2 separate regions of the Danio rerio genome follow, and region 1 is linked to region 2. A link is a contact called in public HiCAR-type data. All regions are on one chromosome and are shown on one strand. The core of a region is the stretch at or near the end of the contact, and the rest is flanking DNA. Distances in the headings are between cores, read along the strand shown.

Region 1 (3,715 bases), core at 59-2,558, 120 kb after region 2:
TTTAGCACACTGCTTTCACATTTTGTATATTCTTTTAATATATTACTATTATGCTTTAAGCTATTCTTAAATATATTTATAAATGTTTAAAATTAGGGTTCAAGTGTATTTCTAGTTGTAACTAATTTTTTTTTTTTAAATACAGATATAGTATGTTAAAAGCACATTTAGTTCAATGTCAGGTTGTCTCAAAATAGCACAGTTGAGTACACTTAGATGGTAGTAAGTTTATCTTAACATATACTTAATACTATCTTTTAGTACATTAAGTACAAAATTAGTGTGCGAAAATAGAGCACTTTTAGCACATTTCTGAAAAGTGTACTAAGTATACTTAAATAAAGTGCATTTTAGTGCACTTTTTTTTTACCTGGAATATATAGATATATAGATATCTAAACTCTTTTTTTAATTACTGATTTTACTTAATGTAAAGTTGGGAGTTTTAACACCAACCATCATCTGTGACTGCATCTGTGAACAAACTGCAACATTAAAAGCATGCAAAATAAGTAAAAATTAAAAAAATAAGTAAATTACACACACACACACTTCACAAATACTCGTATATTAATGGAGAACAAGATAATATTTTCCTCAGTGAATAAAAAACTGCGGCATTTCAAGATGTGAAAATTATTATGGAAACAAATATATTTGTAAGCAGGTTCTACACTGTAGAATAATGACTGATTTGTTTCATATGTACAAACATCGTTATGTAATATGATTTTTCACCCAAATATTTACTCAAAGGTACTAAACAACTCTCAATCGCTGACAGGAATCTGAATCGGAAGAAAGATTATACTTTGCAAATTCCATTCCAATATCTGTTTGAGGCATAAAGTAACGAAAGCTCAATCTATATTCGACAATTCTGAGCTGTAGAAAGCACAAATCGATGCTACTAAATGGATGACTTATTACAGGGCGTCTACTGGACGGGATTACTTTAGCGAAAGAGTGAGCTGTCACTTATGAGTGACACGAGCTCTCTTCAAGAAGAAAATTGTTCCGAAAAATTACAAAGCATCGTTCTCAAAAATTAATCTCGTGTACTAAATTCATCTCAATCCATGCGTTAAATGGCCTTGAAACAAAGATCCACGGCAAGCCTATACAGTAAGTCTACACAGCCGTTATTATTGTATTTTTACAAAGTAAATTTAAACTGCTCGCTTAAGCAGGAATAAAAACTTCCCTATAAAGACTTACCGAGGGGCGCAGGAACTAGGTGGAAGACTGTGGTGAGACAAAGATTGCTATTTTCCGTGCTATTTTTCCGGTAGGAGTGAGGTGTGTGGCGTCTGTTCGCTCTCCTGCACTAAATCTTGATGAAGCGCTGGTTTTATAGTAAAGGAAAGCCACTCCCATTGGCAGCTTTTTACAGTGCATTCATTCCATAGGAAGAAGTTTCACAGCTCTCAACATATTTATATACATCATGTATATAATGCATGTTTGATTAATGATTGAATAAAGTTTATATTTTAGTTAAGTGAATTTTTTGTGTTTGATTTTGCTTTGGTAAACCTGTTAAAATTATATTTAACTATAAGTATTATGGTAAAAGTACTAATTACTAAAGTACTTTTTATACTAAAAGTTAAATAAAACTTATATTGGAAGCGTCAACACATCTAAACTTAATAGGGTAACATTTCTGAGTATTATACAGCGTATTACTTGATGAAAGCATACTTAGGCTTGTTATTGGGGTTTTAGGGATGGAAAAAAACTTTAGCGGAATCTTTTCTAAAGTTACCACCATCACAAGCAAGCACACATTTTGTTCATTATCACAAGCTTTTAGCGACATAATTTTATTTTATTTTATTTTATTTATTTTAGTTTCTTATTGGAAATACAAAATCCAAATACAACAAAATAGCATTCATCCTAACAAATTGTGTATCACACATAAAGCTCAACACAAAAAAATTACAAAAAAGTAAATTACAAAAATCATCCAATGTAAAATCAAATTAAAAGTGAAAAAAAAACATAAAACAGAAATCAATATAAAACATTTATCGGCTATGGCAAGATGATACAAATACATGTAATATTTTTAATGAACTTTTTCTTATCATTTTAGCCAGGTTATCCGGAAAAATTTTAAGTTCTTTTATAAAGACATTGTGTAGTGGAGGGATTTTGAAATATCTGCATTTATGAATAAAATATTTGTCTAATACAGTGATAATATTTATAAAATCGTGCAAAACAGAACAATATTTAGTAATTCCATATAGTACATCGTGTAATGTGAAAGTCAAACCTTTAGCATCCACATTCTTTATTATCAACCAGTCTTACACTTTTTCCTAAAACGATTGAACGGAGCTACAACTACAAAATATGTGTTCTGTGTCTTCAATTAAGTGTTTACACAAATGATACATTTTCAAAATTACATTTCAAGTGTAAAACCCATTAGAAGGCTATATTCAATTTAATATTTTAAATTGTACTTTTTGCCTTGGGGAGAATTGGAAATTTAAGATATGTCGTTCTGAAATGTTTAACAGTATTTTTATCCAATGAATTAAATAATTTATTTTGTAATACTTGATGGGGGTGGGGGGTTCAAGATTGGATAATAATTCGTCTTAAATGTTTATTATTGCAAGGTTTGTTATCAACTTCAATCCAATATACAATAAGGGAAGTATTGGAATAATTTTCAAATAAGATAGGAAACCTTTCATTAACATTTTTATACCTGAGGGTATTGCATTAATAAAAGTGAAAAACTGCTTTGGGTGACAAGCAATGGTGACAAGTCGTGTCTTAAAGTGAAAGTATTATCACTAGAAAATTGCCACTGCCATATATTATGCCTGTTACTGACCAAATATTTTTATTAAAACATTCCTACTAAAAATGGATTTGTTCCCATGTAGAATATACTTGTTTTTGCATATAGGGGTATTTTGGGGTGTAAAAATGTGTGTGCGCTTGTTTCCAAAACAAGACTTGTTGGTGGAATGCTGAAAGCTTCACTGGGAGTTTGGGAAAGTCAAAATCACATCTGAGAAAAATTCGGATGCTTCCCAGTTTGTTAAGGCAAGATAAACTGTAACGTTACCAGAAACTCTTCTCAGTTATGCGACATAACCTTACGCTGTTCCTTTAAAACCCTTACATCATTTTCCTGAGACTGTGTCGCGAGCGGGTCGCGAGATGTTGACGTTTTCTACGAGTGTAGATTGGTAAATACCAAGTGGAGCGATCACTTGTGATAGAGTCAATCAACATGATGTGAAGATCGGCTCTGTGGCTGCTTCTGTGTGTACACGAGGGGGTTTTTCAGCAAACTAGCTGCACACACGTGCTACGTCGTTCTGCTCCTTCACAAACAAAACAGTCTTACTAAAGTAACTTAACGGTGAGTTTTTTCAGTCTTTAAATATGCTCAATGGTGTATGTATCGTTCAGAAATGTCATGTGCTCCTTTGTGAGTTAACGAGCAGGCGCAGGTTACTTCAAAATATCTTTATTGTAACTCGAATTACGTTAACGTTAGCTGTCAAGTGTGAAAGAAGTTTTTTGAAACTTGTTTTCATTTTTAGTGTAACCGTTATATAAAAATGCTCTTTATAAAGTATTGAAGATAGGTTTGTAAGTTAATGAAAACAACTGAAGTCGTGGTAAGTTAATTGAAGACGCGGTTTAAGTTAACGTTGGGTTAGTGTTTCTGTTGTTGGTC
Region 2 (3,968 bases), core at 535-3,034:
AAATAATAAATAAAATTAAATAAAATAAAAATTACATATTTTTAAAATAAGAAAACTGCGATAATAGGCGTAAAATCAGGTTTTAAAAATTACGTTGACATCTATTGGTAATTATACGAGCCTCCAGCGTCTCCCTATGACGCCTCAGGCTCAGGTACATATTCTATAGGGAATCCCTGCACGTCTAAATATGACGCTAAAGGGGTACCCTGTGCGTCAATAACCTACGCCGAGGGTTCCTGACCAAGCGTCAGTATATGACGAGTTGGGAGTGAGAACGTGTTGCAATTACTTGAACTTCTAAGGCAAGACAGGACATAATGAATGAGATCATGCAAAATGTATTTAGAATCAGACAGGGTGGACTTTTTGTAAGCTTCTTGTGGATTCCTGGTCATATGGGAGAAGTAGGTAATGAAGAGGCAGACCAACTTGCAAAGGAAGCATTACAACATAATCAAATAGAAATAAAAATAAAAATAAGTAAGTCAGAGGTAAAAAACATAATTGCAAAAGAAACAGGTAGAATGTGGCAGAGGGAGTGGGATAATGGAGAAAAAGGCAGACATATTCATAATATTCATGGATGTGTGGGTGGTACTAGAAATAAGTTTGGTAATAGAAGGAATGATGTGGTGATAACTAGGTTGCGTGTGGGTCATTGTTTGCTAAACCAGTATAAATTTAGAATAGGGAAGCATAAGACAGGATGATGTTGTGATAAATGCGGGAAAATAGAAACATTAGAACATGTAATTACAGAATGTGTGGCATATGAAAATCAGAGATGTCAATTAGTTCAAGGATTAAGCATTTATGGGATAAAAAATTTACCATTTCAGACCCTATTAGGAAACGGTTCAAATCAAGTTAAAATAATAATGCAATTAATTAATTACTTAAAGGAAACAAAATTGATTAATAGAATTTAAGAATAACTTAACATAACATAAGAAATTAAAAATTTATATCGTATTAAACTGTTTTTTTTCCTCCCCTCCTACTCTTCTTCCTGTTCTCTCTTCCCTTTGGTAATCTCATCCCTCCATTCGTATCATATATCTTTTGTACTCGTGCTTCTCCTACATTATGCGCTCCACACTCCTATCCAGTAGGTGGCGGAAATGCACCATATAAGTTGGTCTGCCAACCGCCATTAACCCCATAAGAAGAAGAACATTAAAACGTCTGGAACTAAGGCGTTTACACGTAAATTATGTTTTAACAATTAATTTACGTGTTCATGCGTTTTTTAAATAGTTTAATGATTTCTCCAACGTGCTATTTAATTTTAAAATGTATAATATAATTTTTTACACAAATCACAATAAATGTTTAAAGTCAATTATCTTGACATGTACTCAGTACATGCTATGACATTTTGAAAGGCCAGACTTCGTTTTCCCCATTAGAAATGCATGCATGAGGTCTGCAGCAATAAATATTTGGTCACATTACTACCTTCTGAGTCTGACTAATACTTGTCTAATAAATCTAATTTCCACCTCATGTATTTGTACTGAGTATTTGTCTTAATTTACCATATACAGTACAGGGTATTTCACAGTTGTTATGCTATGACGAAGTTTCCCCCCTTTTTCCATAAGAATATCTACAATTCCATGAGGGACACGATGGTCTCCAATGAGCAGAGGGATCCGTCTGTTTCCTCACTTCCTCTGTCTCTCTCTTGGCTCGGCTCGAAACTCCTGCGCTGTTAGACGGCCATCTTGGATCTCGTTTTGAAGAGGCGACAAAAGCGGATGTTCGGGTGGAATGGAGCCGTCAACGAGCGCGTTCTCCCCGTGTCACCGAATCCTCTAAACATCCGCTTTATCCGCATCTGCCTTCACCACTGAATGTAACGTTGCCGGACAATCCGTTTGAAGAATCGTTGATGAGCAGATATTCTTTGAGGAAGATCGCAGCGGAGGCCCTGAGAAGTGCAATTTTATTTATCTTTACTTGAACCGGACATCCTAAATATGAAGCAGACAGCGACTTCATGCTTTAAAGTATTTTTTTTAATCGATCTCGTTCGCTATTTATTAGATAGCTTTTAATCGCTAATCAAACGCAGTAACGTCATCGAGCGTCCTGGATATTTTTCCCAAACTTTTAACCACTTTGTTTTTAACTGCAGAAGCAAATCAATGATATTGACCAAGCGTGTTATCGGTCAATCATATATCCCCCTCTTTGTTTCACCGCAAAATCTGCTGCTTAAATTGTGATTGCGATGTCAACAACGAGAGCCCCCCTGCCAACCGTCAATGAACGGAAGGCTGAAAACGTAAGTAGTCTATTTTTGTATTGTATTTGGTTAATAATCGATATTAACTTGCCGACTGACCCAATCATGTGTTGATTAATCACGCATACGTGTTATTTTGATCGTGTCACGTCGCAGAGCAAGTATCAAAACCCAGTGAGCTGCCTAACATAACGTTATATAGACCGCCGATTTGATCAAAATTATGTTGAAGTCTACATTAATTCGACACATTTTGTGCAGCATAAAGGGCAATGTCGCATATCTTAACGTGTTTTTTGTGCTGACAGTGTTTTAAGTGGATTAGGTGTATTGTGCCATTCTTTGGACAGATGGAACACCGGCTGAAGTGACGCATGGGTTCCATTGATAATTTGGCTGCTTTTCTGCTTAATGAGTGCAACATATGCTGTTTTATGCTTGTTGATAGCTAAAATCCTGCACACTTAGTGAGTGACAGTGCGTGGGTTTGCATCTTTAATGCGCCGATAGGAGGCAGTTATTGCGCATTGGCGTCAGTCCGTCCAACAGGTTACTGGTCATACGTCAGCAGTAAGGGAAGGTGACGTAAGCACGCGCTCTACTGCAGGTAAAGCTGCCTGTAGATGTGGCATCAAGTTACAGTATTTGACTTTTCCCTCTGCAAATATTTTATTGTTTATCTAATCTTTTACTGTATCTGTAGTTGGATCATATTTCTTAATATATGGCTGACTATTTCATTGTATGTCGTATTGTGTGCCTGTTCAGTCATCTGGGTGTATGTTTGTCCATCTATTGTTCTATCATTCTGTCTTATGTTTCACATTAGGTTATTGTCTGTCTGTAATTTTATCATAAACTACATGCATGTTTGGTTCTGTCATCTGTGTGTGGTATTGTCTGTCGCCCGCATGCCTAACTGTCATTCTTTGTTTGCTTATTGTGTGTGCATGTGTGTGTGTGAAATTGTCTGTTGCTCTTTTGTGTCTGTCTGTCTGTCTGTGTCTCTGTCAATTTGTTGTTCCCCAATTGTTGTCATCCTATTTCTGTTGTTGTGTCATTCATTTGTCATTTTCTCAGCTGTTTTGTTGTAACTCCTCTTTATCTATCGCCCGTCTGTCTGTCTGTCTGTCTTGTTCTGTCATTTATTTGTCTTTTTATTCTGCTGTCTTTCTTGTTCTGTTTTCGAACTATTTCTGTTTCAGTTTGTTTACATTGTTTCCCACCGGAGCTGTCATTGAACTGTGGATTTCATGTCTTACATTAGTTTTTTGAAAATAAGTCTGACTTCTTGTGACCAAACCACTGTTATACCATGAAAGTAGCTTTTGTTTTAGTTTTTATATTGTTATTTAAGGCTGATTTGCCGTTCTTTATCTTAGACTGGTGTTGTGGTGTGCAAAGCCATAAATGCACAGAGGTTTGTGTGTGCCATATGTCATCACGTTGATATATCATTGATATTGTAATATAAAATTTTTCATCATATAAAAATGTACACGAGTATTGTTGTGGACTATATGATCTGGCACACCGCTGCAGTTCAGCTAAAGGACTGAAGAGCATCTTGTGATACAATAGTACAAAATAATGTGAAAAATAAAAAATTTCTAATTGTAAACTGTGTACTTAAACTTTCAAAGATTAAGCTATCACATAAAACAACAGAATAATCAAAACTGTATTAAATAGGGATGCACCAAAATAAAAATTC

Evidence for each region. HiCAR-type assays count read pairs that join an accessible place to other places.
Region 1: a HiCAR-type map of caudal fin shows a contact between it and region 2, with 3 times the contacts expected there. The contact joins the promoter of ckba here to the promoter of mark3a in region 2. A contact is called at or near these places in 2 of 4 datasets of contacts at active chromatin or transcription factors (caudal fin and embryo).

Annotation. Positions count from the first base shown.
Region 1 is chr13:17,678,628-17,682,342 of GRCz12tu, forward strand. It overlaps ckba (creatine kinase, brain a), which reads right to left and starts at 1,309. Exons shown (of 8, transcript NM_001077163.1): 1 at 1,219-1,309. It overlaps trmt61a (tRNA methyltransferase 61A), which reads left to right and starts at 3,318. Exons shown (of 4, transcript NM_001002321.1): 1 at 3,318-3,394.
Region 2 is chr13:17,558,704-17,562,671 of GRCz12tu, forward strand. mark3a (MAP/microtubule affinity-regulating kinase 3a) reads left to right here and starts at 1,785. Exons shown (of 16, transcript NM_199885.1): 1 at 1,785-2,293. The coding sequence starts at 2,240.